2 separate regions of the Mus musculus genome follow, and region 2 is linked to region 1. Evidence: chromatin contacts called from public Hi-C data. All regions are on one chromosome and are shown on one strand. Each heading gives the region's core, a stretch centred on a gene start, on an enhancer-like site or on the middle of the called end of the contact. The rest is flanking DNA. Distances are from core to core; before and after follow the strand shown. Region 1 overlaps Vipr2 (vasoactive intestinal peptide receptor 2). Region 2 has its middle 6.3 kb from the start of Gm46330.

Region 1 (3,129 bases), core at 284-2,783:
CATTCCATTTTACAGGAGAGGAGACAGCATACAGGGAAGACCCCTCTCTGTTCAGCCATCCTGCTGGCTCAGCACCCACATCACGCTGCATTTTTTTTTTTTCTATGAAAAGCAGCCTGGGTGCAGGTGTTAACTTCCAACTGGCTGGGAGCTGATCACTTCCCAGGGTGATGCAGATCTTAGCCAGCACAGGATCATCTGAACCCAGGCTCCTGACCTGTACCAAATACAGCATCACCAAACTGAGCCCAGGCTCTGAGCTGCACCAAATACAACATCGCTGAAATCATGTTCACATCACACCTGAGCTGGGATATATTTTTCCTTTGTGAATTATGGGTAACCTACTGATTCCTTGGATTATCACAAATTAGCTGGTAAAATTCATGAGTCTGTGCCAGTCAAAGTGACACACCACTTGTCAGATTACTGCTAAAAGCAGGTCTAGGCACAAAGGGCCAGCTGTGCTTGTGTGGACCAGCCCCAAGTTCTGGTTGGGAGGACAGACATACGAAGAACAATGTGTGGTTAAAGGGAGCTAGATGTCAGGCTGTGATATCACAGAAAAGGACACACATTTAAGGAACACTCTCACATGAAGGCTCTATGCATGATGGCAAACATGAGAGAATGTTCTTATTTTTAGCACCATCATCCTACAGTGTGGTTTCTTGGCCCCTGTGAGTGCTGGGCCGGCAGACTCCAGTGTCAGTGCACGTTGAGCCTTAGAGGGCCACCTAGGTACCTTGAGGACCTTCTGTATCCTGGCATTAGGCTCTACTCTCCATGAACTTTGCTGCATATTTGCTGCATATCATGCTGGACAAGCAGATACTCACTTGTACTGTGACTGGTCATTGCCACCAACATCTGGAGAAGTTAGTTTCTGAAGTAAGATCCTTACAATGCTGATGAAGAGGGCAAAGTTGACCTGCACAGAGACAAGAAAGGACTGTGTGATCTGTGAGCACCTTTACATCTTATCCCTGATCACCCATCTATAGGATTTTGCCACCATCTACCCCAGGCACTAGGTCTGCCCACTGCACCAAAGAGGACCTCGTGTGGGCATTGAGGGTACTACTGCATAAAGTTGTGGTTAACTGAGCAGTTGGAAATGGGCAGCAGACTATTTTAATCTCCTCCAAGTCTAGAATCCTTCTGGTCTTATTGCCTTGGAGTCCACTCTTCCCTGGGTGTTTCTCTGGAGGTGATGGGGCCCTGTAGGAAGTTGGTAGCCACTTACACACAGTGAAGCAGGGTGGCTATACTCTGTATGGTACAGGTACACAAAAGAAAAGCAGAGCATAGCCTCTCCAAAGGCAGCTACTTACTACAATAGAAATTAGAATGGGCATCCGAATGACCCACCAGGGGATGCTGTGGTCGTTTGTGTCCCAGCAACTGTTAGAGAGAAAGAAACTGGTGTCACTCTGACTCAGCATATAAACCAGGCTCTGGGCAGAACTGTTTGGGTGAGGATTGATTCTCAGATGAAGCTTGCAGAACCAACTTTCCCCTTTCTCGGTCTCAATGTGCCAATCAGACTCTGATTGCACAGTCACCTCCAACTAGATCTAACTGCCCTGCATGTAGAGTGAAGCGGCTTTCCTGGGTGAGTCAACCTGACAGTCTGCTAATGGCGAGGTAGCACGGAGTGCAGCTCCTGGGCTGGTAAGTCTCACAGTTGTGATGTTAGTTAATTCAAGGCATGTGCTCTCACTTGCTCTGGATGCCATGAAGGCTCTTTTCTTCCTTCTGAAAACATAGTCCTCCAAATTGTTTATATCTCTGTCTCAAAGAATTAAAAATGTGCCTTGAGAGTGATTGAAGTGGTCTTGACTTTCAGTAGGGTTTATCTCCAGCAAAAAGTGTGATTTTGCAAGGCTACAGCTCACAGTAGGTGCTGACTGTTCCAGCAAGGGCAGAGTTCCATGGCCTAGGGCCCCAGCCTGTTTGGCAATGTGGCATGGGCAGTTGAGTTGGCTCTGAGACCTCCAAACCACAGAGCAAAGAGTGCCTTCCAGCCGACACTACCTCAGTTGTCAGTCCTGCTTACCGAAGGGTGACCGGGCCATTGAATTCAGCTGAGGAACAACTGCTGGGTGGGTGGATGGAGTTTCACTTTTGTTGTCAGTGTAAAGTCAGAGACTAAAGAGAAAGATTGGCTTAGGCCAACCACTCAGAGTGATATACTCTCCAGTGGACAGTTGTTACCCTGGGGTCTTTTGTGAGATACATCTAGGCTAGGGATGCCTGTTACTACCTCTAGGCTCAGAAGTTCTCAGAGGAGGAGCTCACAGAGGCTATCCAGGCAGCCACATAGCCTGATCTTAATGCATTCCCCCCTGGACCCCCCCCCCATAAACTTGCTTGTTTCTGCTTGGCTCTCTTGGGGACACCAAAAAGTCATGCAAAATATCACTCATTCTGCCTGGCTTGTCCCGATTTTAGCTAAATTTAGAAATGGCTTAACTTTCACCTCTCATTTGGGCCATCTTCTAAATACTGAGACTTGTAGTGAGTCTTGCCCATGACCATCATCTACATGTCTTTTAATCACGGGGTGCTAAATGTTGCCTAGAAATGCCTTGACTGGCTGGAAATCTTTTGTCTCTAACGGTACAAGTTTCTTTAGCTCTCAGATATTCTACCAGTACCAGCAGGCCTTGTTTTACAGGCATGGATGCACATATAGCACTTACCCTGTGTCTTCTAAAGAGAGGCGAGTTGCTGTCCATGCACCTATACACACACTGGGGATGCCTGTGGAGAGACCCCCATCAGATTTGCTCCTGTTCATCAATGGGAAGCACCACCCCTGGTACTCATGAACCAGAACATGTAAAGAGGAATTTTCAATCAAAGGACCATATGGAAGTTCTCACTTAATGTCTTCATCAATATGTGAAGGTTTGCACTTATATTTTACTAAGCAGCCAGGACAAATATGTCTGAAAGCCAAGAATCTGAAACCTATCTGTTGAAGACAGAGAGGCCAAGTAAGAGGGAGACACGCTCACTGGCTCTATTGTTGTCTGAGGGGCTGTGCGTTTTACTCCCTAAGTCATGCAAGCTTTCATCCCTTCCTGCTCTGGAAAGGGCTGGGCTCCCAGCAGGAGGTAGGTG
Region 2 (3,614 bases), core at 834-3,333, 64 kb before region 1:
TGGCACATTATCTGTGACCCAGAGCCATGTGCTGAGTGTACACAGGGTTGAGAGACTGTTCTTTTCTCAGTATTTGCAGCCTCCACTCCCACAGTGTTAGAAAGTTTCCTTCTCAGGCTCTATAGCTGAGTGTCCTGTGATTTACACAGGAAGTGCCAAGATTTTATAGAGGAAGGAAAAGGGGCCTCTCTTCTCTAGGGATGACAACCCAATGTATTATCCCCTCTACACTTCATTGAAATGGGCTCTCTTGGCCTCTAGTAATGGCCACCCTCTCTCCTGAGTGTTGGCAACACCTGTGCAGAATGAAGCCAAAGTGTGATTGCCCTGCCCACTGCAGCCTCTCACCACCAGTGACAGCAAAAAACCCAAATAGCATCCCATAACAGCTCAGGGAAACAAGTGGAAAACCAGGTCTGCTTCCTGTTGCAGCTTTTCCTGGCCAGCATGTGTATATCCCAGGGAGGTGGGATGCTCCTCTCGATTATGGAATAATCCAACCCAGTGATCATTTATCATCATTTATAACTTGACACTCCAAATTATAAATTTCTCAGAGGAATCCTGGGGACATGAAGGTTGGAAGAGCTGCATTAGTAGTACCATATATGGAAAATACATTTTCTTTCTTTGAATACTCTGTTTAGAACATTTGGGACAGTGAAGGACAGAAGATAACCATAGTAGCCTGCAGTTTGTATATCAGAAAATCTCCCACTAGCTGGGAGTATACAGCATTCTTAGTGTTTTAGTTTGAGGGAAGGGCAAAGCCAAGCATGAGGTGGATTCGACATGGGAGTGTTTTGCCATGTTTGATCCTTAATGTGATCTTGGCTGGATAGAGAGTCATCTAGGAAATGGAGGAACACCTCCGGCTATGTTTATGAGTATAGTTCAGAAAAGATTTCACCGCGGAGAAGACCCACTCTGGAATATGGGCCACATTATTTCTAGGGCTGAGGCCCTAGAACCAGATGAGGGCAGCATTGCCCTCTCTCTGCTTCCTGGCCCTCCGTGATGTGAACTGCTCTACCACACCACACCACAGTACTACACCACACACACAGACACACAACACAAACACACATGAACACGCACAAGCACACACACAGACACACACACACACACACACACGCCACTACCACCGCAATGGATTGAGCCCCCTCAAGCGATGAAAGAATAAAGTTCTCCTCTCCTTAAGCTGTTCCTCCCCTGGTTTCTGTGTAGTATTGGTCATTGCTAATAAAACAAATGAACATAAATATCCTGTGAGGATGCTGGAGTAGCATGGCATGACACCGTGAGGAGAGGGTTCAGCTGCTGGAAGAAAGGCTGGGATCCCTGAGGAGCCTGATGCAACTCAATGCTATGGGTGGGAGGGAAGGAATAAGAATAAAAGGGCTTTCCAGAATTATTGCTGTATTTTAGTTTCCCTTTTTTTTTTGCCTTGAGTACATTGAGTGAGTGTTTATAGTGATTCCACTTGGTGTGTCATGTTGATGTATCAGTTACAGCTCTTAGTGGTTTCCTGGGGTTTATAGCATCACATTTCTCTTGCTTAAGTCATTACCCTTCCTCCTGGCAGTCATGCCTTTCCTCCTCCTGAGCTTTAGGGTTAGCATTAGGGTAGGCTGGGGTTAGGGCTAGGGAGAGGGGTCTTGTCAGGTCTGGGACTTGCGGGTTCACGGCGTAGGTTTGTGAGATCTTTGCCTTTCAACGTTCTGCTTAGCACCGTGGTGAGCCCTGCCTCACAGAACAAGACTTGTGCGAAACACAGGCCTGTTGGTGGGGCTGAGGGTGTCCGAGATGTGCAGTTTCTAGGTCCCTGCCCTTTCCAGAATCTGTTCTCCCCACTCCACCAACTGCAAGGTGTCCTGAGGAGACGGAGTGAAGGTCCTGGTAGAGTTCTTCCTCTCCCAGCAGCTCCTGTTGTCACCAGCTTCTGATTACTGAAGGTATCTGTCCCGGTTCTCAGCGAGCTTATCCTGAGGAAACCTGACCGATAGCTCCACACCAAGTGGTTCTTTATCCCCTCACAACCGAGAAGACAAAAGTGCATTTGTAAAAGCATCATGCAGTACGGCATGCCAGGCACAAGGGGGCAGCAGCAGCCACCTGAGCTCTGGCCAGCCTACTTGTCCACACTTTATGCCTGAATGCTTGATTCCAAACACAAGAAGCAGTAGGCTTAAACACTCTCACAGTAATACAACCCTTCTATTTATATCCAAGGAGAGGATTCTCCACGTTGATCAAACAGGGGAAACATTTTATTTTTTTTAAAAGATTTTCTTTATATGCATCAAAGCCAAATAGCTGAAATGCCTGCCTACCTCATAGCATAACCTTCTTTCCAGGGAGACTGTGTTAGTGCTGGGTATCTGAGGGCAGCTTAGGTTCACTGAGTCACAGAGAGCACCCACTGGACAAAGAGACGCACCACAAGTGGTCATGAGCCAAATGGGGCTTTAAGAAAGCCTCCAGCTAAATCCATTTTTGTGGTCCTGATGTGAGGCTTAGTCACACACACACACACACACACACACACACACACACACACACACGATAACACTAAGCAGTCCTGGTTACAGTGTGGTTTCACCCATCGCTGACCCACCATTGCCTCAGCCCCTGTATCTCCTGCAAGTGGTGGTCAGAACTTTGTGAAATCTCTTTCTGGGAGGCAAGGTCCTCCTCTGGCTGGCATCAGGCTTCATTCTTTTCCATTTCCCAGCATGAGATGCCAGTTAGAGGATCATTGTCCCAGTGGTCTTGACAGCTAAAGGAGGAGCACAAGTGGGTCTTCAGTCCTTACTCATCCACAAATGGGACATCTGTGTTACACCTCCTCCCCAAGGCTCAGGAAACATCACAGAAGGGGGGCAGAAAGACTGTAAGAGCCAGAGCTTGGAGAGGACGTGGTGAGACACTATCTTCTGGACATGACAAGACCACTGCACTCATGAACATCCAGAGGCTCTGGTCACCTCCACGAGACCCTCACAATAGCAAGCCATACAATATTTAGAGAGACCCACAAGCCCCTACTATCTGAACTACTCACAGCTGGTGGCTGCTAGGGGAAGGACTGTCAGTTTTCTTTAAGAATATGGTACCTGGTAGGTTCATCATATACCAGTGGATGGCCCCATACTCCTGTCTGTATGAATGGCGCCAATTAGATGCTTCTGTGAGGACATGAAAACTGCCCGCAAGTACTCAACACATTTCTCACCCTCAGAACTGAGAAATAAATCTCTTTTTACAACTAAAACTATTTTTGCATTTATTTATGTATATGGTGCGTATGAGTGTACCCAAATATGTGCAAGTGTGTGTGCCCTAGCATGTGTATGAAAGGCAGAAGACAGTTAAGAGAATCAATTTTCTATCGAATGGCCATCAAACTTGCATGTGGGTAGCAAATGCCTTTACTCACTGAGTCATCTTGCTGGCCCCATTTTTCTTTTTCTTTTTTGTTTTGTTTCTTTTGGTTTTTGGTTTTTGGTTTTTTGGGGTTTTTTTTGTTTTTTTTTTTTTTTGTTTTGTTTTTTGGCAACAGTTTTTGTTTACATTCTCAAGCTGTGTCCTTACAATACAGCGCTGCTGTGCAG

What was found. A called contact is a pair of places that touch in the nucleus more often than the background predicts.
Region 2: a contact with region 1 is called in a Hi-C map of group 2 innate lymphoid cells, with 4 times the contacts expected there. The contact joins two enhancer-like sites. A contact is called at or near these places in 2 of 15 datasets of contacts at CTCF or cohesin (CD8 T cells and pro-B cells), 76 of 484 Hi-C or Micro-C datasets (8-cell embryo, the AML12 cell line, the BV-2 cell line and 50 more), 7 of 115 datasets of contacts at active chromatin or transcription factors (CD8 T cells, the HPC-7 cell line, bone marrow-derived dendritic cells and 3 more) and 3 of 9 other capture datasets (adipose tissue, liver and pancreatic islet).

What each region holds. Positions count from the first base shown.
Region 1 is chr12:116,136,950-116,140,078 of GRCm38.p6, reverse strand. It overlaps Vipr2 (vasoactive intestinal peptide receptor 2), which reads right to left. Exons shown (of 13, transcript NM_009511.2): 8 at 2,706-2,766; 9 at 1,335-1,404; 10 at 840-931. Among named protein-coding and RNA genes, the nearest start is that of Gm20658, 27 kb to the right of the region's middle. Within about 2 kb of position 1,533, at least 54 of the 459 cell types and tissues checked have an H3K27ac peak or open chromatin away from gene starts, as enhancers often do. A contact at or near this core is called in group 2 innate lymphoid cells, where this site is marked.
Region 2 is chr12:116,201,285-116,204,898 of GRCm38.p6, reverse strand. No RefSeq gene overlaps it. Among named protein-coding and RNA genes, the nearest start is that of Gm46330, 6.3 kb to the right of the region's middle. Within about 2 kb of position 2,083, at least 23 of the 459 cell types and tissues checked have an H3K27ac peak or open chromatin away from gene starts, as enhancers often do. A contact at or near this core is called in group 2 innate lymphoid cells, where this site is marked.